Regions from separate parts of the Mus musculus genome. Here all the other regions are linked to region 5. A link is a contact called in public Hi-C and HiChIP or PLAC-seq data. All regions are on one chromosome and are shown on one strand. Each heading gives the region's core, a stretch centred on a gene start, on an enhancer-like site or on the middle of the called end of the contact. The rest is flanking DNA. Distances are from core to core; before and after follow the strand shown.

Region 1 (4,201 bases), core at 588-3,087, 1.6 Mb after region 5:
CAGACTTTCAAGGAGCAAATAATACAAATTACCAGAAACAACAGAAAAGAGACACCTTTCCAGTTCTGTAAACTGCTGTCACAGAAGCAAAACAGGATGAGTCAGAGGAGAATCAATCAAAAAAAAAAAATCAATTTCTTCTACTTTTCAAGGGAAGCTGGTTTATGCAAAATCCTGCACTCAATAGGTAAAGCAGCAAGAAACAGCCACCCTTAACCAGGCAAAACAACAAGGCAGTCCCATACAGTCACTCCCTAACAGAGTGGGGTGGGGGTCCCAGCACAATAGCCCACAATGTCTTAAACCAGCCTTAATGTCTCACCAGATCCATCATGAACCTAGTTGAGTTCAAATAACCGTAAGGCACATCCTCACCTCCGAGATGTAACTAGCACACATCCAAGCACTGAGAGCAGGCCACCACGAGGTTTTTCCCAGTCATGGAGTCCATGTGACGTTTCTGATTTCCTGACAGCTTTGCTCCTTCTAAATCTTTTAAGAAGTCCCACTTGGAGCTCCAAGGATAGAAACACAAACGCTTTCCCACTGGCTAGAGCTTTAAGAAGGACTAGCTATGACCATAGGACTGTGCAAGTGAACAAGCCCAAACTTGTCACTGCCCATATGCAAAACAGGCCTGCAACATCCTACCACATGCACTTCAACAGAGACCTGCATCCTTAGCCCTCCCCAACACACAGACACACAGACAGACAAACAGACAGACAGACAGGCAAGCAGGCAGGCACACACACACACACACACACACACACACACACACACACACACATTTGGCTTTCTCTAGGTCAAATGACAACAACCCCTTAAAAACACAAGAGCAGAAAGGAAACAAAAACCTCACTTCTCCCTATACTCTCTTAAGTGATTTCTCTCCTTAAGCTTCTAGAACGTTCTGGAGAGCTCAAAAGGACAGATTATCACCCACTAGTAAACTAGTAAGAAAATCCATGATGTGTCTACACATAGGCACATGTAGCTTCATGGCTGCGCTTCCTGGAAGTCTGCACAGTTCTCCCACACCACTCATAGGTACAGCAGAAAATACTAGCCAAGAAAGGGCCAATCTAGTTAAAGCAACAAGCTATCCAAAAAGAATTAGCAAGGATGAAGGCGTGGGGGCCTTCCACGAACACAGGAACGCAATACAAAAGCACAGAAAGTTTCCTGACACAGGGAGTTTTAGGAGATCACCTTCTTTCTGCCCCGAGGGGGTGTCTCGGAGGAGGGCTGGCCAAGGATGGAGGGAGCATCACTAGACTAGACTCAGACTTCCAGTTTCGTAAATGAGGCCTCCAAACCACATCAGCGGCCCCAAATCTGCGCTGATTGCAGGGGGCGTCTCTCTCTTTTAGACCTGAGGAAATGGGCTCTTGATCAAGTGCATAAATCCAGAATTACCTCTATGTAGAGGCCATCCTGGGAAATCTCCCTCGCACCCACACTTCTCACCCACACCCAAACTCTCTGGCAATCTCGAGTCTAGTGATGAGGAAAAGTGCAAGGTTAACACGCGCTCGTGGGAATGCAAAAGCCACTTTCCTCTATCCAGACTCTGCATCCCTGGGCTCCAGAGTTTCCAGGGGATAAACTTGGAACTTACAAGAGGGTGGATCCAGCCGTGACTCCGAGGTCACCGGGGCTGCCAACATCCTTTCCACGCGGATATCCACTCGGGGGGCTCTGGGAATGCTAAGTTCGTAGCTTCTCTTCATCCTGGCCTTGCCGAGCCCGCTTGACCAGTGGGTCCATGTGCTCGGCGGCCACACGCGCTCTGCCTGGTAGAGCGCGGGGCTGGCGGGTGGCCCGTGACGTCACGGCGGCTCGCTCCCGGCCGCGGGGGAGGGGGAGAAGCGCGCGCCACCGGGCAGGCCGCGTGTGTCCCCGATCTCCTGGTGTCTGGAGGTTTCTGACCTGAGGGATCCAGCTCGCCCCTCTGCCTGCTGCCCTAGGCAATGAAGGGGCATCAAGCCTGAGAGGAGAACCGCATGGAGGTGGCGTGCCACTGAGGCTGCTTAATGCCCAGATGGCCCTAGTAGAGAGCACACTCTGTCAGTCCTGGGCTGGGAGGTTCTAGCTGCACTCAAACCTAGGTCCTACATAGGTCCCACACAGCCTGGGGCTATGCCCAGGCGAGGTCAACTAGCTTTCCCACCTCCCCTCCCCACCCTCCCCTCCCCCACACTATTCCTTTTTAAGGTAGACATCCCATCCCCCTTCACCTTGAAGCTTAGCAGTCTTCCCACTTTTCGGATAGGGAAGGAGACTCCAGTGAATTAAAAGGACCAAACTGCTCAGAAAATAGGTCAGTAGTTCCTACAGAAGACCCCCCCGAATCTGTTCTATTTCAGAACTCTCATCTGAGAGCAGTCCTGGGTACCATCCATCATCTGTGGTTCTGGAGAGAAGGACGTACTAAGCAAACTCTAGCTGAGAGAGGACCACCTGTCTGCAGCATCCTCCATTCTTGGTCCGTACAGGGTATTACACTAACCTCTCAAATGTGCAAAAGCCTCTGCAAAGAACGAAGGCTGGTGTGAAAGGCACGCGTATACCACGATATTCTTTTCGCTGTATTCAATCCAGCACCGAACAGGTGCACGTCTCTAGTACCATTTAGTCAAGCGCGGCAACGTGCTACAACCAGAAAGGGGAATGAAAGATGAGGTAGACTCAGATCCTAGAGGGAAACCGGAGTCCTGTGGAAAGCGGGTTGCATAACTAGGTGATACCAGGATCGCGGAAAGTAACGCGGGTCCACTCTTCTCTCAGCACACTATACCTCACTTTATTTCAATCTCTCAGAGAGTCTTTATCTCCTCCCTCCCTCTACGTTCCCCCTTCAATGTCTTCACTTTCATTACTTCTTAGCCACATGAAGATGTCTCTGTTGAAGAGAAAATTTACCATACTCGTGTGTGCCAGTGCGATATGCACGGATAATCGCGCTGTGTGTGGTTGGTTTCCACCCTGAGAGTGACCGAACAGATCTTCCGATTATCTCCTTCAGATTATCTCCTTCTTGTGCTAGAGAGTGAAGAGGGTTCTGAATTCTATGTCTGTATGTGCTTTCGATGTGTCAGACATTTCCCAAACCACCTGCTGCGACCTTGGGGAGAAGCAACCACAGGCTCTCAGAGGCCCAGTTTTAAAGACAACTTCAGTAACAAATCCCTGAAGATGCCACCTGCTCCTTCCAGTTAGTCCTGTACACTAGACCTCCCAACGGCTGAAGACCTTCACCCAGGTTCATTCAGCTTTAGTCTCGACCCAGTTTGCCCTTCCCTGGGACTAAATTTTGCTGCGCTAATTTTAGGCTAATATTTTCCCCCGATATAATATAAAAATATCATTTGGGAATTTCACATAATACACTCTAATAGCACTCTTATCCCGATCCTCCCATGTCAGTCCTCCCCACCTTTGTGAACATCCCTACCACCACCACCACCACCACCACCACTGGAAAGTCATAGAGCCACTGGAGTATGGCCACACTCCTAGGGACCAGCCAGCTCCTTAAAGAAAACTGATTCCTTCCCCACCTACCCGACCCCCTCCAGAAGCCATAAGTTGTGGAGAGCTACACTTCAGCATTCTTACCACATTTTTTAAAGCATTCTCTTCGAAGGCTTTCTGTCCAGGTTGTTACTTTGGGGAGTGGGGCTTCCTTTTATGGGATGTTTAAAAATTTTTCCAGTGCCGGGCATGGTGGCCCACACCTTTAATCCCAGCACTTGGGAGACAGAGACAGGTGGATTTCTGAGGTCCAGGCCAGCCTGGTCTACAAAATGAGTTCCAGGACAGCCAGGGCTATACAGAGAAACCCTGTCAAAAAAAAAAAAAAAAGAAAAAAAGAAAAAAGAAAAGAAAGAAAGAAAAAAAAAGAAAAAGAAAGAAAGAAAGAAAATATTCCAGCAAAATTTCACAGAAGAAAGTATTTTTAATAGCACTACTATCTAAAACAAACATTATAATATATGTTTCTAATTTTATCTTTTCCTTTTGTTTTTTTTTTTTTGTTTTTTGTTTTTTGTTTTTTGTTTTTTGTTTTTTGTTTTTCGAGACAGGTTTCTCTGTGTAGCTCTAGCTGTCCTGGAACTCACTTTGTAGACCAGGCTGACCTGGAACTCAGATATCTGCCTGTCTCTGCCTCCCAAGTGCTGGGATTAAAGACCAGCTT
Region 2 (4,069 bases), core at 1,116-3,615, 1.3 Mb after region 5:
AATGTAGAATAGTCGAGTACTCAAATAATTATCTTGTGGCTACTTCATGACATCATAACTTAGAAGCCATTTCTTGCTATCTTCTTTGGGAAAGGGAAAATGCCCTTTGTTTTTGTTTTTCATTGTTTGATGGGTTCTATGTAACCCTGGCCGGCCTGAAATTCTCTATGAACTCACTTGTCCCGGTCACCTGAGGCTTGGCATAAAAGGTGTGTGTCCAGGACTTTTTTAACCAGATGTGAGCTCGAGATTCAATTTCCTTATTAAAAAGTGGAGGAGAGTGTTTGGGAGACATGTGGGCTGAGCATCTGACACTGCACTGTTCTGCACTAGAATGGTTTCAGTCGCTAACCCACATGAGCCACTCAGTAAGCAGTACCTGTCTTTATCTGTTCTTCTGGCCATCTCCATAGCCAGCTAAATAAAAGAGTTTGGGATTTTAAGATGGAAACAGCAGAGTTAGCACTGTGTCCTTTTCACAGGCCTCCCTGTTCATCCACTCCATGCAAATGGTCCAGTGGAGGACCACTCTGTCACATATTGATTGACCTCTCAGCACAGTCATGTTTAAGTTCTTAAGAACAACTTTAAAAAAAAATAAGAGGAGGAAAATTTTGTATGTGCTAAAACATAGATGAACCCTGTGGATAGTGTAACATGTTCAGCCAGTCACAAAGACATATGCTGAATAATTCCACGTGTGTGAGACACCTAAAGTAAATTTGCCATGCTCACCATTTTACAACAGTTAAATCCACAGAGATGTAAAATAGAATAGTGATTTTCAGGGTCTACTGGGGGAGAACAAGGTTGTTGTTTAACGGGCATAAAGTTTCAGTTCTTCAAAATGAAATAGTTTTTGGAAATGAACAACAGTGCTAATTCAAGAGTATGGATACAATTAATAGCAGTGAGCAAATGTAATGGTTACCATAACAAAAATGTGGTTAGGATGGCAACTTATATAATTTCTTTTGTTCTTATTCTTCTCTAATATATTACATTCCAATAGCAGTTTCCCTTCCCTTCTTTCCTCCCAGTATTTCCCCCCAAATACCAACACCCATCCACTCCTCCTCTGTTTCGCTCCAGAAAAGGGCAGGTATCCCAGAGGTATCAACCAAATATGGTATGTCAATTCTGCAATAAGACTAGGCACCCCCCCCCCCATATTAGGGCTGGATAAGAAAACTCAGAAGAAGGAAAATGGTCCCAGTAGCAGGCGAAAGAGTCAGAGACAGCCTCCACTCCCACTGTTAGGAGTCCCACAAGAAGACTAAGCTAAATAACCATAAGATATATGCAGAGGGCCTATTCAGACCCATGCAGGCTTTCTGATTATTGGTTCAGTCTCTGTGAGGCCCCAGGAGAAAAGGGTCATTGATTCTGCTTGTGTGGTTTTTCTGGTGGTGGTGGTGGTGGTGATGTGTGTGTGTGTGTGTGTGTGTGTGTGTGTGTGTGTGTGTGTGTGTGTGTGTGTATTGTCCTTGACCTTTCTGGGTCCTACAATCCTTCCTCCTCATCATCCTCAGGATTCCCTATCTAATGTTTGATTTGGGGTATCTGTACCTGTTTCCATCAGTTATGGACAAATGCTCTCTGATGATTACATGCTAAGCTCCTGTCTACAAGAATAGCCAAAAATCTATCATTAGCAATCATTTCATTGACTTTTTTTTTTGTGCCAGTTGTGTTTGGTTCTATCCTAGGTCTCTGGGCTGCCTAATCTCTAGTTCCTGTTCCTCCAGGCAGTGCCAGGGGTGAGCTCCTTCTCATCTTATGGGTCTTGAGCTGGACCAGTCATTGGCTAGCTACTATCACAATTTCTGTGCCTCTTTTACCCTAGCATATCTTGAAGGCAGGACAAACTATATAGGTTGAAGATTTTACGGATAGGTTGATATCTCAATCACTGCACTGGAAGTCTTGAAGGTGGTAACATTTTTGGTATTTTATGTTGCCACAATAAACATTTTTATCAAAAAAATAAAACAATTGTCTCAGTATATAGTGAATCTTAATGAAGTGGTAGGTCACTATTTGATGTTAACTTAAAACCAGAATTATTGCTTGCCAGTAACTGAAGTCTAAAGGGAAGGGGCTTTATCAAAACCATACCAATTCTTTTAAACCCTGTACTTTAAAAAACATACTTCCCACTTAATGATGAAAAAGGGAGAACTAAGAAACGAATATGGCAAACATCTATTCCCATGTTCTGTGAAAAGCCTCCTATCCCATGTTTAAACTCCAGGTCTATTCATCCATTCATGAATTTGTTTCTGAGGCTCCACTCTGTCCCACAGATTACATATGACTCTCTGTGGCATAATTTCTAGACTTCCTCCTGATGACTAATGCTGACTGAGAATTTCCTCTTTAGTTTGTTAAAGAAAAATACATAGTAATATTTCACAATGATTTATACTCTAATTCATAGACTATCCCAAAATGGTGCATCTATTTAGCTTTCTTGTCATTCTCTATTTGAAGATGAAATGATTTCCGATGTTGCTACAGACTGAGTTCATTTCTAAAGAAAATTAATAAAACGAAAATCTCAATGTTTGCTTATATTCTTCTGGTTACACATCTGTGCTTGTACTTTTTTTTTTTTGATATGTGGTACTGTTTCACAATGTAAGCAAGGCTTTTAGAAAGAATGATTAAATACAAACATAATTTATCAGCTTTCTTTACTTAATTCAATTTCAATGTGATTAATAGTAAAACATAAACAATTAAACATTCATATTGTTGTGCATAAGATCATATGTTATTTACTTCTGCCTATGTATTAAATGACTCCTAAGAGTACTGTCTTAGCAAATCACGTCCTTATCCCTCACGAGCTCTGTATCAAAAATCTAGGCCTTGTTCAGTAGGCATCTGTGGCTCCACATAAATAGGTACAATAAACACATGATTAAGAGTCATCAGAAGCTCTAGTGAGAAGCCAGCCCTGCAGCTGCTGGTGGCTCATACACACTCCTCATTGCTGGTGCATGTGCCATATCACATGGATTTCTCAAGAGAAATATGACATGGTGGCAAATTGATTCTCTGGGCGGAGAAACAGAAAGGGAGGTCCAACATACAACCATTAGCCTTTTAATAACCTACTTAAAAATGACATCCAAAAACCACTGGACTGCTGCACACATCTAACCTTAGCACCACGGAGGTAAAAGTGGAAGATCAGGAATGAGAGACCAACCCATGACTATATGAGATCCTGTATCAAAAACTTATATCAAGCTGGGCAGTGGTGGCACATGCCTTTAATCCCAGCACTTGGGAGGCAGAGGCAGGTGGATTTCTGAGTTCAAGATCAGCCTGGTCTACAGGGTGAGTTTCAGGACAGCCAGGGCTACACAGAGAAACCCTGTCTTGAAAAACAAAACAAAACAAACAAAAAACCCAAAAACCTTATATCAAATTGTAGTGCTTTAAATAGGTATGTGCCCCCATAGACTCATGTGTTTGAATATTTGGCCCATAGGGAATATTGGCTCTATTAGAAGGTGTGGCCTTTTTGGAGTAGGTGTCATCTTGCTAAAAAAGTGTGTCACTGTGTGGGTGGGCTTTGAGCTCTCCTATGCTTAAGCTACAACCAGTGTGGAACACAGTCTCCTATTGTCTTTGAATCAAGATGTAGAACTCTCAGCTCCTTCTCCAGCACCATGTCTGTCTGTACAGTGCCATTGTTCTACCATCATGATAATGGACTAAGCCTCTGAAACTGTAAGTCAGCCCCAATTATATGCGTTCATTTTTAAGAGTTGCTTTGGTCATGGTATCTTTTCACAGTAATGAAAACATTAACTAAGACACCAAACATCTTTGCTTAATTCTATTGACTAAAAAATGACACACTGTATCTAGTCCACAGTCCAGAAAAGGAGCTGCTACAAAGACTAATATGGAAGGATATGAATGGCTAATAGCCATTTATGGATTGGCCAGCCATGCCCTGAAATTAGGTTAAAATTCTTGTTGGTTCTCATTTATTTGCACCAGGCATTAAGGACATGGTATGAAAGAAGAGAAAATATCTGTACCCAAAATA
Region 3 (4,407 bases), core at 1,067-3,566, 1.3 Mb after region 5:
ACCGATGCTTTCGAGTAAATCTCTGAATAACTATTACAAACAGATATTTTGAACCATTGGGGGTCACGGACATTTTCAAATAGAGAAGAAATGTGACCTTCTTCTATGTAAGACCAGAGAGAATGACAAATCCTGACAACAGCAGAAAACTCTACTCTGGCTAAATTTAAATCTGAGATTTACCATCTTGCTGGAAAGGCATCCATTTCAGTGAGCAAAATATGAAGCAATGGCTTAAGAAAAACCAGAAAGGGACATATAGGATAGCAGTACCTGCCAAAAGGGTGAGGCAATAAAGAACACTAATTTTTTTAAAGATTTATTTTATTTGATACACTGTAGCTATCTTCAGACACACCAAAAGAGTGTATTAGATCCCATTACAGATAGTTGTGAGCTACCATGTGGTTGCTGGGAATTGAACTTGGGAACTTTGAAAGAGCAGTCAGTGCTTTTAACCACTGAACCATTTCTCTAGCCCTAAAGAACACTATTGGTAAGGCAAAAAACCTTTGGCTTTCAGCTCTGGTGAGCCCAGAGACTGCCTCAGCTTACTGCCCAAAGGAAGTTGGCAGGCATCAGCTCAGAGCCCAGCAGTCAAGCTCTCCTGGAAAGTGAAGGCTGAAGTCCAGATAATAACAAGAACATAGATGGCCCTCCCTGAATCAGACCTAGACAGCAGAGACCGAATAGAGACAAAACGTCAACATCTACACTACCCATTCAAAGAGCCAGAATAAGAAGGCTGAGGATTCTAAGCGCTGGTGTGGATGTCAAACAACTGGAAGTCTTAGAAATACAACACAGTTGTGGTAGCTTCTTAAAGGGCATATTTGTTTCTCCAGGTGACCCAGCTGTTCCTCTGTGAGCATTTACACAAGAAAAATGTGAGCAGGTGCCCAAGAAAGACTTGTGTATACTCAGTAAGTCAGACATAGGTTCACACTATACAGACTCAAAGGCGCCTGCTGACTGAGCATTTCAGGGTCCGTTATGAGAGCATATCTTATGATTAGTTTTCCAACTGAAAGCCGAAAGTGTTAAATGTAGAATATGTGTCTTTTATTAAAAATCATTCATACTTAATGGTAATTCTACAAAGTAAATTATTAGAATAGAACTCTGATAAAAATAAATCCTGAACATGTGATATTGTTTGCTTCATTTTAGATAAAGGTCAATATCCTAAAATTCTTGTAACTGCTTTAAAATCTTTCCTACTATTCCATCAGTACAGTTCTGTGAGATTTGTTTCTCTCCTGGATCGTTATTAAGAGAGAAGATGAATTAATAAGTGTGATACAAGCTGATTTGTCTAACTATAAATGATGTGGAAAGTTTGACTATAATGATTACACTGCAAAGTTAGATTTTACTAATTTTTACTAGTTTAGTCATAATTATGGAATGATGAAAATTTAAGGAAAGTTGTTATTTTCTATACTAGTTGTCTTTATCTTTATATATACTTTCATAGAGTAATGTGGAAAATATGGTAATTTTCAGTGTTCTCTTTATTTCAGTAATATAAGTTAGTAGAATTTTATATCTATTGAGTCCAATAAAATAACTTTCAATTCGTAAGTGGATACACAAACCACGTACATCTAAAACATGGGATTTCATCAAGGAATAAAAAGGATTAAATGATACATAAAAAACAATTACATATAGTAAAAAAAAAAAATAGAAAACAAATTATAAACACCTTGAAAAAAAAGCAGAATGTAGTTAAGGAAGAGCCAGAGAAAAGAATTACAAAAAGTCCTTTGTGGGTAGATAGATATAATCATTATCTTAATTACATGGATGCATCCACATGTCAAAACTTATCAAACTATACACTTCAAATATATGCAGTTTATTACACAGATGACTATAACTTTTAAGAACTCATGTGTCTATGTTGTATCAACAATAACATAAGCCCCTTCATCTTACATACACGAGCATCAGTGACCTTTTATCTGAGAAGTAGTCAGACCCAGGTATCTGCTAGGGCCTCCTCACAGGTTAGAAAACAATACCACTTGAAGATAAAAAGTCCTGGCATCTCCAGGATGGGGGCATACCCAAGGGACCCCCACCAACTCAGAGGAGAAGGGAAGGGAGGGAAGATAAGGGAAGAATTGAGGAAGGGGTGCCCAGGATGGGGGAAGTTCTGGCATCTATTTTAGACCTTTCATTTACGTTCTGAGTAAGTTCCCATGGAGATTTCCCAAAGGACTTACTGGGGATTGCAACAGGGTCCATCCAATGATCACGGGTCTGCTGCCCAGTTCCACCAAGATTTGACTTCCACTATGTCACTGAAGAGCACCATGTGACAATGAGTGCAATGACAACATGTGCACTGAGGAACCCTCAGGGAAGTGGTGGTTATTTATACCCCAATATCGTTAGTGCTCCATGAATATCTCACATGTCCTCTGATCTCAATGTCCACGAAAGAAACCTTGTTTTTAATTGCATTCTACCTTCACCAGTTACATGCCTTTTCTGCACATTTCCTTTTCTATAAAGCAGAGTAGATAATGTGATTTTTAACAAGTCATACTCAATAAAGATTAAAAGGCAATCACATGCTTAAATAACTCAGCACAAAGTCTAACACATCAGATATAATTCACACATGGGATCCTGTCCCGAGAAGCAGCTTGGGAAGGCCAGAGTGTAAAGAGTGGAGAGGCAGAGTGAGACTCTGCACTGTATTAGCAGCATAGCCACAAGTGAATCATTCCACTTTCTTGGGTCCCATCTCCAGTCCTGTAAGACAGAGGGCTTCACATGTACCAAGACACCTTGTCACAAACATGAGGATAAATAAGGCCTGGCACTGGCCCTTTAAGAGCTGAGGATTCAGAACTCTCCAGTTTTGATCAACTCTGCATGAAGCCCAGTTGCCAAGCAATCATGTAATTATATGTCTGAATGTACAAATAAGAGATGAGTGCCACCTACATGGCACTGCGCATCACAAGTATCAAAAAGCTTTTAAAACAAGGAAGTCACAGGTCACCCTCACTAACCAGAGTCTATGAGCATTAGACCATAAATGTGCTTGTGTTACTAAGTTCCCAGGTGACTCTGATATAAGTGGTTCCCAGAAAGCATCCTGGCACTACCAGAAAAAGAATGGAGGTAGAATGGTAGACTACACACAGAATGGTCCTTGCAAGTTATCCACTGCCTATAAAAATAAATCACCAAGGACCAATCTGCTCCATCCTCCTTCACTTTGTTCTCCTAAAAGGTGCCACAACTATACTCTCATTAACTTTGGAGGTCTATTGTTTGAGCTCCACTAAAGCAAGGCATCTTCTTTCAAGCCAGGATTGGAGTTCTCCGTCTGTATTCAGTGTAAACTGTCAGTATGATTTACCTGCTTATAAAAAGCAAGTGATCATGTAATAACAAACCTGTCCCAGGGCTTCCTCTGAACAAATAGCCCACAGCACCAAGAACAAACTGTTCTATGACCAAGGCAGGCTGCTAGTACCAATGACTCCCTATGCCTGTTGTCACAAGTGCTAATGGTGAATGACACCCATCTCTGAGGATGTTGGTAACAGCCTTTCAGAAAGAATAAACAATTACACCCAATACCTGGCCCTGACTTGTGAAATCAAGCAAAAGAATGATTAATAACCATACTGCGAGTAGCAGTAATCCGCATGTACAAGGCACTGGCCACATGTCTAATCTCCTAAGCACATTCATAGCATCCAGCCATTCTACAATAGAATGGTATCCCCAGTCATCTCTTTTTTGCCCTGATGCTTTTCTCTTTGCCACATGTCTATTACAATGCAGTTGGACTTAAGATGTGGTCCATAGTTCCCCATTCCTTTTCTTCAGACAATCCTAGATTGTATTAGTCAGTCACAGATGTAATTCTGCTAGAAACCCACTCACATAGTGATTGGTTACATAGCAAAAGCTGACAGTTGTAATTCTTAAGAACAGAGGTTAACCAACTAAGATCTTAGCCAACTTCATGATTACTTTTAAATAAAGTTTTATTAGAACATGAGACATATATTTGCTTATGCCCATAGCTTCTGGAACAACAGTAGCAATGTTGAATGGCTAGAATAATGATAAAGATTAAAATCACTGACTCACTTTTTGTCTTACAATGCCTGTTGACCCCTGTCTTAAGCTAGCTTCTCAATCATTGGCTTGCATCACAGTCACATGGAGGATGGACTAATCAAAGAGATGGACCCTGACCATGCAAAATCTAAAAGAATTTTCAAACATGCTATTTTCTAACAAATTTCCAGGTAGACAACCATACTGCGGCTGGCCTGAAAGCTTCAATTGAAACTAGTACCATCCACTAGAGCTAAGAGGATGTTAATTCTGACTCTCCATTCCAATAACCAAAAAAAACCAAAAAAACAA
Region 4 (3,988 bases), core at 54-2,553, 1.3 Mb after region 5:
TCTTCTGTCCTTTGCCTTTGGGAGTAAATCAGTATCTTCATTCACTAGTAAAGGATAAAGCACTCATGTGCCTCGTTAACAGCTTCAGACCGGTCAGTTCACGTGCGTTATGACTCAGCATCTGAACCTGACCCTCATAGTCAATGGTCTATTAAACTTTCCTGAGTCCCTGCTAAGTGCCAAACTTCCTATGAGACATAGACATCCACATGTGCACATGTGTGTCTTGCAAATAGCCTATTCGTAAACTCTGGAAAGATAAGCTCTCCATTTTCAAGGAAGGAAGCCAAGGCTTGATATCTCCCAAACTGGCTTAGCTACTAAAGGAGGGAGTTACCAATTGAAACTCTACTATTCTTTCTCCCTCTTTCAGAACCAAGTTACACTGCCACATCAAGTCACCATCATGAAAGCACCCAAGAAAAAGTCCCCAGTAGAGTTCAGGGACCAATGATGTCCTCAGTACTGACAACACAGCCAGGAGAAACTATATGCTTCTCACATTCTGGTTTAGATTTATCTAAGTATCTAACTACATAGTGGATGATTTATTTCAGAATTTCACAGTGTCTAGTTTGTTTTTCATAAAGCCACTTGGAAAATGGCTTACTTTAAAAATATTATTTTTGTCAAGAAAAAAAAATATTTGCTTCCTGCTTACCCACTATTTGGGGTGTTATGCTCAGGTCTCTTGGCAGAAAGAATACTCCAGCATGATCCTTGCCCTTGAAAAGCTGACACTCAGGCCAGGCGGTGGTGGTGCATGTCTTTAATCCCAGCACTTCGGAGGCAGAGGCAGGCAGATATCTGAGTTTGAGGTCAGCTTGGTCTACAAAGTGAGTTCTAGGACAGACAGGACTGTACAGAGGAACCCTGTCTCAAACAAAACAAAACAAAACAAAACAAAACAAAACAAAACAAAAAAACACAAAAGAAAAAAGAAAAAAAGAAAAGAAAAGAAAACCTGACACTCTATTGGATAGAGCAGGGCACAGGGCAAAAGATTACACAATCACAGGTCAGAGGACTGCCACAAAGGAGAAGTCCAGAATGAAATATGTGGGCGTATCAGGGTATATCTCAAGGTCGGGGGTCAAGGAGCCCATTACTGATAAAAAGATACTTAAGAGCAAGCATAAGGATGAGGAAAAGGAAGCATAAGGATTAGCAACTGAAGGGGTGGGTATTCATTCCCAAGGGATGAAACAGCACTTGTGACTTCCCCAAGATAGGAAGAAACGCCACAGCATTTGAGGAACAGAAAGAAGGCTAGTATGGCTGAAGCATAGTGAAATGGAAAGGAAATGAGAGGCAGGGCAACGGGAGGATGGCATGGTGTTAAAAAGGAGGAGCCTGGGTTGGCTCAACACTCTCCTGTCCAAATACAGCCCAAGGCTCACTCTGGCATCTGATATGTACCAAAGCTAACTTGGAACCAGTAAAAGTTTACTTAATTGAATTGTCTCAGTTGTCTTCTGATAACTTCTTTCTCTTCCCCAAAATCATCTTATTTTCTAAGGAGCAGAGAAGTGGAGAGTGGGAATCTATCTCCTTCCAAACTGGATGGATTGCTTAGACCTCTGTGTATTTGTGCCTAGAAGAAAATATACTGACCAAAAAAAAAAAAAAGAAAACCAACTAACTTCATTCTCTCTCTCTCTCTCTCTCTCTCTCTCTCTCTCTCTCTCTCTCTCTCTCTCTCTCTCTCTCTCGGAGAATACAAGTTAAGAAGTCTCATTTATGGATGAGACGTAATGGGTCTGGACCTAACATTTATCAGCTATGCTTCACCGTCTTTCCTCTCTGAAACAAGAAGGGTACATCAATCATGCACAGGTAGCTGATTGCTGTAACAAACATCATAAAAGCAAATCACTTGCTACTATAATGTCTGAAGTTTCTATTCCTAAATTGGTGGCTAGCTTTTGTCCACACAGTGAATAGGGAATTTCCTTTCCTCCCAAGTCTATGCTCATCAGACTGGCAGAACAACACAAATGCCAGCCCAGGCTACTATACCCAGCAAAATTCTCGATTACCATAGATGGAGAAACCAAAGTATTCCATGACAAAACCAAACTCACACAATGTCTTTCGACAAATCCAGCCTTTCAAAGGCAGATCACATAAAAGCAAACAGAAGTATGTATAGCCTGGGTTTGAAAGTGAAAATAGCTTTTCCCTTAGAGTTGATTCCACAATCACACCTAAGTACAAGGATGTCTATAGAGTGCCTGTGAAGAAGAAGGAGGAGGAGGAGGAGGAGGAGGAGGAGGAGGAGGAGGAGGAGGAGGAGGAGGAGGAGGAAGAAGAAGAAGAAGAAGAAGAAGAAGAAGAAGAAGAAGAAGAAGAAGAAGAAGAAGAAGAAGAAGAAGAAGAAGAAGAAGAAGAAGAAACAACCATAAGTGGCTAATCAGCCATCTTGAATACTACACAAAAATAATAGAAAGACATTGCCAGTAAATCAGCTTGCTTTCCCTTTACAAAACCTTATCCTCTCAGTACAGGAATGGCAATGGCAATGGATAAGACAGCATCTTCCAGCCCATCTAGAAATTCCTGCAAGCATTATAGGACGCTTGCTCCTCTACCAACAGTCACCTAATCATTCAGTCTGTTTATCTTCCTTCCTGAAAGTATCTAAAAATCCTTCCATTATTATGGTTATTGTCACTGTCATCTATTTTCTCTCATCTGAGCCACTCAAGTGTGTTTACATTGCCTACAACCACAGTGGCTCCCTTCCATCAGTCTTCACCTCCTTCCTCACCTCCACCTCCAGACTACCCTCCCTAGAGCTTCCATTGGTTGGCTCTTCCCAACAGATGCCCAATTCAGTGGGCACTGGACTACTTCAAATTCAATTTGGCTCATTTCAGCCTTCGGGATAAAGTCCAAAATCTTTCATGTGACAACTTCCAGAACCTGGCCTTCCTCCCACACATCCTTCCTGAAGTCTCCTTTTGTACCTTGTGCTCCAACAATGCAAAATTCTTTATGGTTTCCCATATTTACTGTCATGGTGCATTTTCTCTTGTATAACATCCTCCATAGATCCTTTTGACACTCTAAATCCACAGTGCTCAACCTGAGGGTTATGACCCCTTTGAGGGTTGAATGCCTCTTTCACAGGGATTAACTATGACCATCTTTCATATCAGATATTTATATCATGATTCATAAAAGAAGCAAAATTAAAGTTCTGAAGTAGCAACAAAAATAGCTTTATGGTTTATGTTCATAACATGAGGAACGGTATGAAAGGGGCTCAGGATTAGGAAGGTTGAGAATACTGTTCTAAGGACATGTATGGTGTTGAATTGTATCTCAGGGATCTCCAACTCATGGTAGCCGCCCATCCCCCATTCTCATCCTGTTCCCAAATTTCCCTGACAATCAATCAACCAGCATATTGTCACTATAGTATGTTCTCTATGTTTCATCCATTTACCTCATGTTTCCTAAAGCTCAAGCAAGAAGATAATATTAAAGAACTGAAGGACATTCTAGAGGTTTGGAGATTGAGCTTGTGATTTATGGTTTGAGGAAGAGGGATTGACCTAATAAAATCAATGTGGCATGAGATGACTTTTCAGGGAAGACCAATAAACAAGTTCTGGAAAAGCCTGATGGATGGATATGAGACAAGTAACATAGAGAAAACAGTGGGTATGATTGCATCAGCATCCACAGAGTTTCAACTCGGTGAGAGTAGCTGAGCCACTTGGGCAAATCACTACTCTGAGCTTCCCTGTACTTGAAAACAAACTCAAAATAATAAGTTGTTCTGGACAATCTCAGCCAGTCAATGTAAAGACATAGCAAAATTATGAAAGCTAATATGCTTTATAAATTCCAGTGGAGTTAGTTCGTATGGTTAGTATTTAAATTGAAAGTTAAGCTGTAACAAGATAGGTTCACAAGACCCCCAGTGTCAAGCCAAGTTCCTCCTGAAGTCAGGATGAGTCCTAGAAGCCCTCTGTACTGC
Region 5 (3,850 bases), core at 528-3,027:
GAGCAGAGTCCATGCAAACCGCCTGCCAACAATTTGATATTGAACAGTCTGGATTTGAGAAAAGTGTGGGACTGTGGCATGCCAGCTCTTGAATGTCTCCCTTTGGTCTTCCTGACTTTTCCTTTTCTCCCAGCAATTCACCCTTTGAAACTCTATGTTCTTGATGTTGAAGGGATGGCAAGTTTAGCTATCATCTGACCTGGAAAGATGACCCTTAGGCAGAAAGATGACCTCAGGAAGATTAGGGAAATAGCTGTCTCCCACTGTGGACTCAGACTATTAGACATGAAAACCCATTGTTTCCCACCAATCCCAGACCCCCCTTGAGAAGAGCCACGTGTGTGTAATCATAGGTTCTCATATTAATTCCCCTGGGACCACAACATTCCCAGTTGGTGTACACGTAGTGCCACTACATCCTTGGACTGACAGGTACTTTGGTTCCATTTTCTGGTCTAATTCTCTGGCTGATATTTGGGTCCATCTTTCTACGATCCTCTCAACTGTTCTAACGACACAAAGTTCCATTTTGGGAGTTGTACCAGGCCACCTTGGGAAAACAAAATCTGTCTCCATTTCTCAATTGCCATTTGAGGGTCCAGCGGAAAGAACACAAATTTGAACAAACAGTATTTCATTGTATATTCAACAGAGAAACACACTCTTGTATGTCAACATTACGAGGAAGGCTGAGGATAGCTTTATAGTTTCTCTGAGGAAACGATCGTTCAGTTGGTACAAACGCTTATAGGACTTTTTATCTTACTCTTCATAGCCACTGGTCCCTGAAGAGAAGCTCTTTTATCACACTGGATTTCTCTGTTTCCCACTTGAGAACCTTAACCCCTTGGAGTAGGATCTATGCGCTTTGTAATCCAGAAGTTTTTATTCGGATACCATACTCATTTCTATCCTGGCACATGTTAGCAAGAGAAGAGTAAAAATTGTTAATTCATGGGAGAAAATAACAGCATTAATGAATGTATAGATTTACAAAGACACACATATACCATACTCATTTCTATCCTGGTACATGTTAGCAAGAGAAGAGTAAAAATTGTTAATTCATGGAGAAAATAACAACATTAATGAATGTATAGATTTACAAAGACACACATATACCATACTCATTTCTATCCTGGTACATGTTAGCAAGAGAAGAGTAAAAATTGTTAATTCATGGAGAAAATAACAGCATTAATGAATGTATAGATTTACAAAGACACACATATACCATACTCATTTCTATCCTGGTACATGTTAGCAAGAGAAGAGTAAAAATTGTTAATTCATGGGAGAAAATAACAGCATTAACGAATGTATAGATTTACAAAGGCACACATCATTGGATTGCTTTTGAACCCCATTCTCACTCCCCAGTCCTGTGCACCTAGGAGATACAGCATATAGCTTAGGTTGTTATGTATGCAAGGGGATTTAGAAGAGATCCTTTGGAGGAATGTCATATTTTAAAGATGGAGCTACTTTAAAAAAAAAAAGAGTCTCTCTGACCTTGAGTAAGCAACTTTATACACCATCTTACATGGCTGGTTTTAAATTGTCTGTTAGAGGCCACAATGGTAGCTGTTCTGCCAGGCCCTGAGACTGTTCAAGGGATGAAGCGAGATAATGCAGGTGAAGTCTTAAGTACTGGCTTAAGGGCAGCTGTGTGCGTAGTGTTTGAAAAATGTGCGCACTGGGAGCAGGAGGCTTGATTTCAAGCCTCCAGGCTGCACATCTTGAAGCTGAACTATGTTCAGGGTGAATCAAACAATTCCAAATACTGGCAGCAGGGGGCGCTCTTGCACTTTCCTTAGATTGTCCTAATCGGCTAAGAGGAGGAAACAACTTTTTGTCTCCATTTTCTAATTTAGTTCTTGGGTCCATTTGGGTGTGGAGGACAACATTGTGTCCGTTCACTGGGATGGTCCAGCCCATGAATTTCCAAAATGGCAGCAGTCTGATCTAGATTGATTTTGTTTTTATCTGTGCTTTGTGTAGGTGCCACAGACAATCTGGGTCCCTGGTCTGGCATGTAGGACAGATAGGTGCTGACCCTGTGACCTAAATTTCACAAGAAGAGTCCAGGTCAACAAAGAGTTTGATAGTTCGAGGGGCCAAACTGTCTTCTGGCTTGTTCATGATCGACCTGTGGTAGCATGGTGTGTAGCAGTAGCGGGGATATTCTGCTGTACTGTCAGGAATGAAGATGAGATGTGGAATGTGGGTCCTAGGGGGTACATCTTAAAAGCCCTAGCTAGTGTGGATGGGTCGTTATGGGACGGCATCAATGAGTAAATGAGTCCATGTTGCATCATTGCCATCTTATCATGGACACTGGAAGCCTTGAAGATAAATGAGAAAGGTGTGAGACACATATGGCATATATGGGTTTACAGAAACTCAGCTCAGGCCTCACACTCTGGTATGCTTTGTGCTGGTCTTTGATGTGTGTGTGTGTGTCAGAGTGGGGGTTAGGGGTTTCTACACCATACCCCTTTTGTTGATACTGACAATATAAAACCAAGAGGACAGTATAAGTAATTTTCCCAATGCAACTGACCAAGTTTTTTAAAAATGTGTATCATATACATATGTGTCTATATATGGCATATATGTATATATCATATATAAAATATATTTTAGACATAGTGCCAAAAGTGTGTGTGTATATACATACATATATATATATATATATATATATATATATACACATGTATATATATGTATATACACACACACACACACACACACACACATATATATATATATATATATATATATATATTCATTCAATTCTTGGATTGCAACCAATTAAGCCATTAAAGCGAGGTAAGTTGTTCCTTTAATCTGTGAATTTCATGTGAGTTTTACTAATGTCCCAATCACAAATCATGCCAAAATGAGGAGCTGAGTCCCACATTAAACTTGAGTTTCGTTAGCCTCCTTAAGCTCAGAAAAGCTTCCTGTCTTTTGCGACAATACTACCTTGGAAGGACACAGATTGAGGTATGTTGTAGACTCTTCCTCAAGCCAGTTTTCCCCACGATGCCTTGTGATCAGATTCAACTCCCGCATTTCTAGCCCCAGCATCGTGGAAGGGCTACTGTGTCTTTTCAAGCACTATGGTGGATACACATAATGCCAGCTTCCCTCATTACTGGTGATGTGAGCTATTTGCCTAAGGTCCTTTCTGCCAGGCTTCTCTGCTGCCAAGGCTCTGAATTTCCCTTTGTAGCTAATGCGTAGCCCTATTGGCAGACTCTTCCCGTGGCTGACTTCTGCCTCCCGTCACACAGCAGTACCTTGTTTGTTCTCACCTTGATGTTTCTTATATGCATTGATGATGGTGAACAGCCCAGCAAGTGCGCCTGTTTCTTCCCTTCCTCCCACTTTTGTTCTCAGTTGTACATGGCAAGGAAAACCAATTCCTTCTTTCATATTTCTCCCAGAAAAAAAATCCTCTTTATAAGAGTTCACATCCTTGAGCACACATGATAGGAGCTGGTAGCCAGGCCTTAAAATTATGCTCTTTAGCCTTATGGACTAGTAGCATTTTTCACATTTGTGCAGTGTACCAGACAACACGTAAGTACTATGTCCTTTTGTTGCAAACAAGGAAACCGAGGCTCAGAAAACGCACCTCCTCACCACACATGCTTCCCTCAACATGATCAGGATTTGATTTTGTGAGCTCCCTCTGGGCATGGCAGGTAGGTAAGTTGCATTTAGATCTTCTAAACACTTAGCCTCACAGATGCCAAGCTCTGTCCTTCTCTGTGAATGAATGCACGGATGAACAAACGAAGACAAAAGCAGTGTGATCTAATAAATTGCCCCCTTCCTTCCT
Region 6 (3,789 bases), core at 1,098-3,597, 1.0 Mb after region 5:
CAGTTCCAGGCTAACTTAAAAGACATGTTTGCCCCCAAACAGACATGTGGAAGCTTGGCAGTTAACTAAGCTTGGGAATTAAAGGAAAAGATGGAGTCAACTTGGAAAAGTTAATGGCAGGCAATACAATACCATGTATGCAGAGAGAAGACACTGAGTAAAGAGAAGAATGGAGAACTTATGACAATGGCTTTCCAGTTGACTTTAAGATGCATAGCCAAATGGGGATGCTCAATGGGCAATAATATAGAGTTTTCCTGCTAGATTATTAATTGTAGCCAAATTTTGAGTACTGTCTACAAACATGGAAATATTATAGCCATTTAACATATTGGAAATTAAATGTTGGTATCTCTTGAAAGTTGACTTGTAGAAATTCTCACCTCCACTTTAATGACATTAAGAAGTTGATTCTTTGATAGCTAGTACAATCTTGAGATCAGAACATTCATGAAAGTAGAGCCCTCAGGAAAGAAATTAGTGCCCTTCCATAAAGATATGTAAGTTCCTGCTTTCTGTTTTTCTTCTCTCCACAACTGAAGATATAAAGAGAACAGGAAATGTGTCAATTTGCAGAGCAGGAATTCATCCCTACTTGGGTAGAGCAAACTGATCTTGGATCTACCTGCCTTAAGACGTATGAAAAATAAACTTATGTTCTTTAAATCACGCAAACTATTGTATTTTTGCATAAGAGCTTGAAGAGAATATGACAGTTTATGTACATGAATGTGAATGTGCACATGTATGCTTGTATGCATGTGCATGTATGCATAGATGTGTGCATGGGTTTGTATGTCTTTGTGTGTATGTGTGTCCTTTGTGTGCGTTTTTGTTTTTTTGCTTCTCTTGGCAACAAAGTAGCTATCTTCTTTGTCATTATAATAGTATGATTAACATTAATACCTTAAGGGAGAAAATATTCATTTGACCCACAGTTTCAGAAATTCACACAGCCTTATAGCCCCACACACATAAGAAGATATCGTGGGAACTGTCATTTGTGGCAGCAATGCAACCTTACAAAAGGCAAGAAGCAGAGGAGTAGACAGAAAGGGTCCAGGAACAAGATACCCCCAAGGTCTCATTCTAAGTGACCTTGCCCTAGCTATACCTCACCTCCTAAGTCTCTACCACTTCCCACAGTAACTCCATCAGCCAAGGATCTAGGATTCAACACATGAGCCTATGGAGAACACTCATACTCAAACCACATAGGCAATGGTCTATCTACTTTACATGAAAGATATTAATCTACTTATACCATTTGAAAATGATGAAATTTGAGGAAGAATCTCAGGCTTGCCTGGCTTTGAAAGTGAACTTTCCTGTTTCATTGTTGTGTAGCCTTGGACAAGATTCAGGGAATTTACATAGTTGAATCAGATCAGAACCCTGAGTTACAACTCCAGCTTCTCTCCTACTCCTGGCTGTGCCATATTGGCCTCATAAATTTCTTCAAACATGGAAAGCAAGTTCTTTCTCCTTGATTTCATTTGCCTTGCCTTTGCCCTTTAGATTTTTATCCTTTATTTACCTGATCACGTTCTCTTTTGCTGGTCAACTCTCTGCTCCACTGATGCCCACCACAGAGGTCTATCTTTAAGCTTCTTATCTTGCTTATTTAATTCATATGCTTATTTTTTCTCCTGCAAATAAATCAACAGATCCATGAAAGAGATTTCCCTCTCATTGCATTGTATCTGCAAAAGGTTAGCTAGAACAATGTCTGAAATATAGGCAATTATAAATACACTTTTACTAAATAAGAGAAATATCCATATGTACTTAAGATGGGGCCCAAAGAAACTAGTCTGCACAAATACAGAAATTAATATTAAGAGGGAAAGAAATTAAATATGTAAAACCTAGCTCTAAATTAAAACTTAGTAAAGGTGACATGGAGGCACATTTACAGGTACTATAGACAAAACAAGAGACACTTGTGCTTGGTGGTACACATCTATAATTCCAGCAGTTAGTAGGTGATAGAGGCAGGAGAATCAAGGGTAAATGATCATCATCAGGCTACAGTTTAAGGAATGGGTAGATCCTGGGCCTCTTGAAGCCCTATGTTTAAAAGAAACTATAGTAAGGGATGTGTAAGAATCAGGAGGCAGAATGGACAACTTGGCTGTGTTTTTCCACAGAGACTATCCCAGGGGGTTTCGTAAACCTCTAGCATAAAGATAACTTTACCACACATGACAGAAACTGAGCAGCATTTTAGATGGAAGGCAAGGGGCTCCATGGAAGATGGGGATCCTAGCAGGAAGAGGATGCTTCAAGACCATTAACAGAGTGTGATGTGATAAATGCATCCCTGACTTTTCTCAAGAACTGAACTCCATGACTCAGCCCTGTAGCATTTCTTTTATTTGGTAAGAAACAAACTTCTCTCTGGAAGATCTCAGTAGAATGGCCAATAAAAATAACAGGAAGCATTCTGTTCCATAACTGAATCTTCATGTGTCATAAGGACATTTGTCACTCCTGCACACAGCTCACTGCTGCTAACTCCAGATGTCCAGGAAGTCCAGTCAATCTTATGGAGAATTAAGCAGTGATAAGTTCCTACAGTTGTCTTTGTCTAGACTTCAATATTGATCATGGAGCAGACAAATTGGAGGAACGAGGTAGAGAGGCCTTCTCATGTCTTACATGTTAAGTGCAAATACTCAGCAGAAAGTGACCTTTAATGAATGCAAATCTACTTTATAAGGTATCACATCTGTGACTCTTCAAAGTGTGTGCTAATGGGCAGCTAGATGTCCCTTTCTCTGTTTCCTCTGATTCACTTAGGGAAACTCCTGTGAGCCCACTAAGTGGTTTTATACGTTTCTCATTGATATTTACTTGACAAGTGCTTGTCAGGGTCAGCCATTTGTCTTGGTGTTATAAGAGTGTAAAGGGTTAAAGCAGCAAACGTGGCTCATGATAAACAAGAACAACAAAAATCTTCATATTCCTGACAGCTGTGACTGTCAAGCCCAACACACTAGAGGAAATTAAGTTAAGAGGAAATTAAGAGGAGTCACTATGGTAGGGTAACTAAAGTATCACCATGTACCCAGTGCCCACTTATGCCTGTATATTTGAATTCCCTCTGACTAAATCTTATTACCTGTATGATAAAATTAATACTTTGCCTATTTTATAAAAGCTATATAGACATTGACCGTATGTTGGCATTTAACAACAAATATATATTTATTAAGAACTATTTACCAAATATCTAATTCAATGTAAAGCTTTTGAGACTAACAAAGGCCACAAGAAAGAATGTGGCAAGAGTTATGTTCTCAGATTTTTACAGTCATTCCCCATTTTTAAGAACAAGGGATTCTTATTTGGTTAAAATGTCTGGACTTGTAAGACCTTAGAGATCTTAAGTCTAATTGCCCAGAGAAAAACATTATCATTTCTTCAGCAAATACATAACTGATTATTCAGTCTTTCTTCTCAAATAAGTTTTTGAGTTTTCTTGACATTCAGAGATGTTAGTTCATAAGACTTTGAAGCATCCATGGGGGATTGTTTCTAGAATACTCTATAGGTTCCCAGGCCATACATTCAAATCTCCTACACACACACACACACACACACACACACACACACACACACACACACACTATGAACATCTACATATACTCTTCATATTCTCTTTCAAACTTAAAATATCTCTAGATTATATATAATACTAATGTAACAAAAATGATATACAAATATTTGTGACATTTCATTAAGAAATGTGAGACTCAAGTAGACCAATGGAACAGAATTGAAGAC
Region 7 (4,183 bases), core at 206-2,705, 1.3 Mb after region 5:
AAGGGATGAGCAAGGAAGAGTGGCAGGGGGACAGTAAGAAGTGCCCTAATATTATCTAATCAGTGCAGAATCAAGAGTGTTGGGCAAAGCCAAAACTGCATATTCCAGGAATTATTGAAGAACAATTCTAAGTGGTATATGAAATATCAATCACTGTTAGATCATCTGACAGTTACTTTAGCTGTGCAGTGTGGCTATAAAATTCAGGCCCTTGCTTAAAAGTTCTGGCAAGACTGGGTGTGTTCATTACTCTTTAGCATACCTGTGCAGGTGTGCATGTATATGCCTATGTGGGTGTGGATGTGACTGTGTGTACATGAGTATATGAGTGTGTATTTATGTGTGAACAACTCTGTGTGTACCTGTGTGTGTGCAAGTGTGTGTGTGTGTGTGTGTGTGTGTGCGCGCTGAATATGTTGGGCTAAAGAAGTTAGTTCTGATCTGTGTGCCACACAATATATCAAGGTGAGGGGACAATTAGGACAAGTCCCTACACTCCAGGGACCTAGAACAAATCTGTGTGTGTGTCTGTCTGTCTGTCTGTCTTTCCAGCTCCCTTCCTTGTTTACTGAGCTCTTACTATGGAACAGGCACTGAGTATGCACATCATTTCACTGGTTCCTAATCCACATTGTAGCAACTACTCAAAGGCTCTTATTCCTATTTCTAAGTCTACCAGATGTTAAAAGGCAGAGTACAACTTAAGTCTCTGTTAAAAGAATCTCCCAGTTCTACTTCCACAGGCTAATAGCGGTTGATAGTAAAACCATCTAACAAGACACGGATGTCAGCCACATAGCTGCTGCTGTATGAATAGGGTAGGAGCCACACCTGAGTTTGGATTCTTGCTCAACATGTAGTGACTCTCTGTGTGTGTGTGTGTGTGTGTGTGTGTGTGTGAGAGAGAGAGAGAGAGAGAGAGAGAGAGACAGAGAGAGAGACAGAGAGAGAGACAGACAGACAGACAGACAGACAATCAGAAAGGCTGATGATATAATGGTATATTTGGGAAACTATTTAAGAACACATAGAGGCCTACAACCCTGAAAGGACATCTGTTTCAATCCCCTTACTTTATAGTTGAGAATATCAACACTATGTAAGAACAAGGGCACAAGAACTCCCTGCCTGAACTCCTCAGGGAGAGATTGACACCAGTAGGACCCCTGGTTTCTGATACCCACTTAGCTCCTTGCTTTTTCTGAGATTTCATTCCATGTCACAGGCAGGCTTTCGACTGCCCTTCCTCAAATCAAAGGAAATATCTGTTCCCCACCAAGCAGATTCTTGTGAAAGAAATCTTGTGAAAGCACCTCTCATCTGTTTTCCCTCTATCTGTGCATTGATGGAGGTCAAGTGAAGGTCAGGGAATGCCCCGATGACTGGACTTCTGGGTCTCCACACCCAAGAATGCAGCCAAGCTTCAAATAAATCAGACTGCGAGCAAGAATTCAGACGGGCTCCCCCAAGTTCCAGGCTTCCTTTTCCTGGTAGAAGTCATCAGCTGTCTTGTTGCTAGGAGACCAGTGGAGGTGGAAAGTAAAATAGCCATAGTTTTCTAACTTATCTGAAAATGCAGTTTGTCTTTGCTCCCTTGGGGGTTCAGCTTCCTTAAGAGCAGGCTATCACAGCCAGGCAGAGAGAGACCTTTCTTCCTTCCTTCCTCTCTTTCTTTCTTTCTTTCTTTCTTTCTTTCTTTCTTTCTTTCTTTCTTTCTTTCTTTCATGAAATGGATAGAGCTTTTCCTGGGCATAGAGTGTCATACAGCAGAGACCAGGGAGCTGCCAATTACTGATGCAATGTTTGGGAAAGAGTTGCTGAGCACACATGACTCAACAAAATATGACAATTTGCGTCCCTATCTCTTGGAAAGTTGTACTTATCAGAACCAATAAGAGCGGTGCGGTCAGTAAGCACACGGAGCTGTATTTATCATGAGGGAATTGAGTAGGAATTAAAGCCCCGAGGATTGTGAGTGGAGGAGATGATTTGAGTCACTATCTGTCCGGGACTTTCCTTTTCGGTGGCATTCCAATAGCACAGACCTCACCCTGGCAAACCATAGCATTGCTCAATATTAAAAACATTTGCCTGGAATGCAGGACATGTGAACTCAGACACCCCCTACAGCTTCACAGTGTGATCCCAGCATGCTGCATTCACTGTAAACACCACGGCTTTCAGGAGAACAAGGACAGTGCCCAGAGGTGACACAAACCACAGGCAGAGAGTGTGGCAACAAGAACCTTCCCAGCCTTCGCACAGCACTTAACACCACCCCACTGATGACCCTGGCAGAGATGGAAAGGGATCCCATGGGAGGAAACCAGTGCATTCTTTTACCCTTAGAAGAAAGTAAGAATGGAAACTGATTTCCTCTTTCTCTGGTGGTGTGCTTGGTTGTCTGAAGCAGAAAAGTATAACTGAAAGGAAGGAAGCAAGGAAGCAAGGAAGCAAGGAAGCAAGGAAGGAAGGAAGGAAGGAAGGGAGGAAGAGAGAGAGAGAGAGAGAGAGAGAGAGAGAGAGAGAGAGAGAGAGAGAGAGAAGAAAAGAAAAGAAAAGAAAAGAAAAGAAAAGAAAAGAAAAGAAAAGAAAAGAAAAGAAAAGAAAAGAAACGAAAAGAAAAGAAAAGAGAAAAGAGAAGGAAGGGAAGAAGGGAGAAAACAAGGAAGGAGGGAGAGAGGGAAGTAAGGGGCCACACAATTTACTCCCAACAAACGTTAGGAGAGTAAATAATGAGGTCATCAAACTCCCCATCCTTTTCTTGTCTAGGGATCCTCCCAGTTCAGCTGAGACAAAGTAGCAACCCTTGTTAAACTTGCTAAACTGTGAGTGAGAATATAACTCTGCATACTCTAAAGCCTATTTAATCTGTGCAGTGTCTGCCAGAGCTCAGGGGTTTGCCAGTGCAGGGCTAAAGGCAGACACAACATTTCTGACTGACTACAGCAGGTCACTGCCCACCCTGCCCCCACCACCACTTTCAAAGTCAGAAGAGAAACTCTCCTCACACACTGCTGACTGCTCAGGCCAGCTGTCAAAGACGATGTCCACTCTTTCACACAGGACAGCAATTAGCCAAAATCATCCCAAATTGCTGCCACTGAAAATCTCTAATTGCCCATCGGGGTTTGTGGTTTTGTCTACAAAGAGAGTCATACAGAAGGGGCAACTAAAGGGCTGTGCAATGAGGGTTTCTAGGCAAGCTTAAGCATGCGTCTTCCGAAGCAGAGGGTCAAGCTCAGGAAGACGAAAGACATAGAATGTAAAGGTGACCTTTATAGTCTCAAACTCTGGAGGAAGTAGAGAAGCATGAGGTCAGAAGACAGGCTCATAATCCCACTGACATTGGCAGATCCCAGCACAGTGTTGGTTGTAGACTATGTGACATAGTCACTATATTTAAGGAAGAATCAAAATGTGGCGTCAACAGAAGAAGTGTCACTTCTGGAGTTCACTCATACCCATCATATATGACCTTGGGTAAGTCAAGGCTTCCTCCTGGGACGATCTTGTCCTTCTTCTTAGATTTTCCATGTTGGGTTCCTCCCGTGTGAAATGCCTCTCCAGCATTTCCTAGGAAACTGTTATCCCCACTATTCTGCTTTGCTCCTGGTGATGGGATCACCAAAGAAACTCAGAGGAGGATGGTAGTATTCCAGCTTTCACTTCTAGGCCAGTGAACCAGTCAAGGCAGCAGGAACTTCTAAGCAGCTAGTCAAGGGCAGGAAGGGAATGAATACATGTATGATTGGTCAACTCAACTTCTCCGCTGCTAAACAGGCCTGGAACTAAAGCCAAGAAACGGTGCCATCTGCATGATTAGGCCCTAGGTTAATGTTGAGAGTCCTTCTTGATCACTCTCCACCTTATCTTTTGAGACAGAGTCTCTCAGTTGAGCCCATATCTGCCCTATGTGTGCTTACATGGATGTACTAAAATCTGTTCACCCAACTGTAGTATCTTGAAGCTCAGAAAACAAAGTTCAGGCTGCAGGGAAAGTTCAGGCTTGTAAACTGCTTGCCACGTGAATTCAAAGAGCTGAGTTCAAATCCCCAGAACCCAAGTAAAAAGCTGAGTGTTTGAACGTGTATATGTAATCTCAGTGCTACTATGACAAGATAGGCAATGGAAATCCAAGAAAGTCAAGACTCTCATGGGCCAGTGAGGCTGCCATACTTAG

The links. A called contact is a pair of places that touch in the nucleus more often than the background predicts. HiChIP or PLAC-seq counts read pairs in DNA pulled down with a chosen protein or histone mark.
Region 1: a contact with region 5 is called in an H3K4me3 HiChIP or PLAC-seq map of bone marrow-derived macrophages, with 11 times the contacts expected there. The contact joins the promoter of Pvt1 here to the enhancer-like site in region 5. A contact is called at or near these places in 1 of 39 promoter capture datasets (the SN4741 cell line), 1 of 15 datasets of contacts at CTCF or cohesin (the NIH/3T3 cell line), 2 of 484 Hi-C or Micro-C datasets (embryonic fibroblasts and myeloid progenitors), 8 of 115 datasets of contacts at active chromatin or transcription factors (the 230-238 cell line, the NIH/3T3 cell line, acute myeloid leukemia and 5 more) and 1 of 9 other capture datasets (embryonic stem cells).
Region 2: a contact with region 5 is called in a Hi-C map of bone marrow-derived macrophages, with 12 read pairs. The contact joins two enhancer-like sites. A contact is called at or near these places in 2 of 15 datasets of contacts at CTCF or cohesin (large pre-B cells and pro-B cells), 3 of 484 Hi-C or Micro-C datasets (the C2C12 cell line and bone marrow-derived macrophages) and 4 of 115 datasets of contacts at active chromatin or transcription factors (CD8 T cells, T-cell acute lymphoblastic leukemia, acute myeloid leukemia and 1 more).
Region 3: a Hi-C map of bone marrow-derived macrophages shows a contact between it and region 5, with 9 read pairs. The contact joins two enhancer-like sites. A contact is called at or near these places in 8 of 484 Hi-C or Micro-C datasets (the AML12 cell line, the Ba/F3 cell line, the C2C12 cell line and 4 more) and 5 of 115 datasets of contacts at active chromatin or transcription factors (the NIH/3T3 cell line, T-cell acute lymphoblastic leukemia, embryonic stem cells and 2 more).
Region 4: a contact with region 5 is called in a Hi-C map of the N1E-115 cell line, with 20 times the contacts expected there. The contact joins two enhancer-like sites. A contact is called at or near these places in 2 of 15 datasets of contacts at CTCF or cohesin (large pre-B cells and pro-B cells), 9 of 484 Hi-C or Micro-C datasets (the HL-1 cell line, the N1E-115 cell line, bone marrow-derived macrophages and 3 more) and 2 of 115 datasets of contacts at active chromatin or transcription factors (CD8 T cells and acute myeloid leukemia).
Region 6: a contact with region 5 is called in a Hi-C map of the N1E-115 cell line, with 4 times the contacts expected there. The contact joins two enhancer-like sites. A contact is called at or near these places in 1 of 15 datasets of contacts at CTCF or cohesin (large pre-B cells), 2 of 484 Hi-C or Micro-C datasets (the AML12 cell line and the N1E-115 cell line) and 4 of 115 datasets of contacts at active chromatin or transcription factors (acute myeloid leukemia, embryonic stem cells and large pre-B cells).
Region 7: a contact with region 5 is called in a Hi-C map of the C2C12 cell line, with 5 times the contacts expected there. The contact joins two enhancer-like sites. A contact is called at or near these places in 2 of 15 datasets of contacts at CTCF or cohesin (the NIH/3T3 cell line and large pre-B cells), 16 of 484 Hi-C or Micro-C datasets (the AML12 cell line, B cells, the Ba/F3 cell line and 9 more) and 9 of 115 datasets of contacts at active chromatin or transcription factors (the NIH/3T3 cell line, T-cell acute lymphoblastic leukemia, acute myeloid leukemia and 6 more).

Annotation. Positions count from the first base shown.
Region 1 is chr15:62,035,622-62,039,822 of GRCm38.p6, reverse strand. It overlaps Pvt1 (Pvt1 oncogene), which reads right to left and starts at 1,837. Exons shown (of 5, transcript NR_132747.1): 1 at 1,622-1,837.
Region 2 is chr15:62,380,712-62,384,780 of GRCm38.p6, reverse strand. No RefSeq gene overlaps it. Among named protein-coding and RNA genes, the nearest start is that of Gm41333, 290 kb to the left of the region's middle. Within about 2 kb of position 2,365, at least 20 of the 459 cell types and tissues checked have an H3K27ac peak or open chromatin away from gene starts, as enhancers often do. A contact at or near this core is called in the C2C12 cell line and bone marrow-derived macrophages, where this site is marked.
Region 3 is chr15:62,308,925-62,313,331 of GRCm38.p6, reverse strand. No RefSeq gene overlaps it. Among named protein-coding and RNA genes, the nearest start is that of Pvt1, 270 kb to the right of the region's middle. Within about 2 kb of position 2,316, at least 2 of the 459 cell types and tissues checked have an H3K27ac peak or open chromatin away from gene starts, as enhancers often do. A contact at or near this core is called in bone marrow-derived macrophages, where this site is marked.
Region 4 is chr15:62,398,461-62,402,448 of GRCm38.p6, reverse strand. No RefSeq gene overlaps it. Among named protein-coding and RNA genes, the nearest start is that of Gm41333, 270 kb to the left of the region's middle. Within about 2 kb of position 1,303, at least 23 of the 459 cell types and tissues checked have an H3K27ac peak or open chromatin away from gene starts, as enhancers often do. A contact at or near this core is called in the N1E-115 cell line and bone marrow-derived macrophages, where this site is marked.
Region 5 is chr15:63,650,673-63,654,522 of GRCm38.p6, reverse strand. No RefSeq gene overlaps it. Among named protein-coding and RNA genes, the nearest start is that of 4930449C09Rik, 66 kb to the left of the region's middle. Within about 2 kb of position 1,777, at least 38 of the 459 cell types and tissues checked have an H3K27ac peak or open chromatin away from gene starts, as enhancers often do. A contact at or near this core is called in the Ba/F3 cell line, the C2C12 cell line, the G1E-ER4 cell line and 6 more, where this site is marked.
Region 6 is chr15:62,627,824-62,631,612 of GRCm38.p6, reverse strand. No RefSeq gene overlaps it. Among named protein-coding and RNA genes, the nearest start is that of Gm41333, 39 kb to the left of the region's middle. Within about 2 kb of position 2,347, at least 10 of the 459 cell types and tissues checked have an H3K27ac peak or open chromatin away from gene starts, as enhancers often do. A contact at or near this core is called in the N1E-115 cell line, where this site is marked.
Region 7 is chr15:62,326,438-62,330,620 of GRCm38.p6, reverse strand. No RefSeq gene overlaps it. Among named protein-coding and RNA genes, the nearest start is that of Pvt1, 290 kb to the right of the region's middle. Within about 2 kb of position 1,455, at least 149 of the 459 cell types and tissues checked have an H3K27ac peak or open chromatin away from gene starts, as enhancers often do. A contact at or near this core is called in the Ba/F3 cell line, the C2C12 cell line, the G1E-ER4 cell line and 3 more, where this site is marked.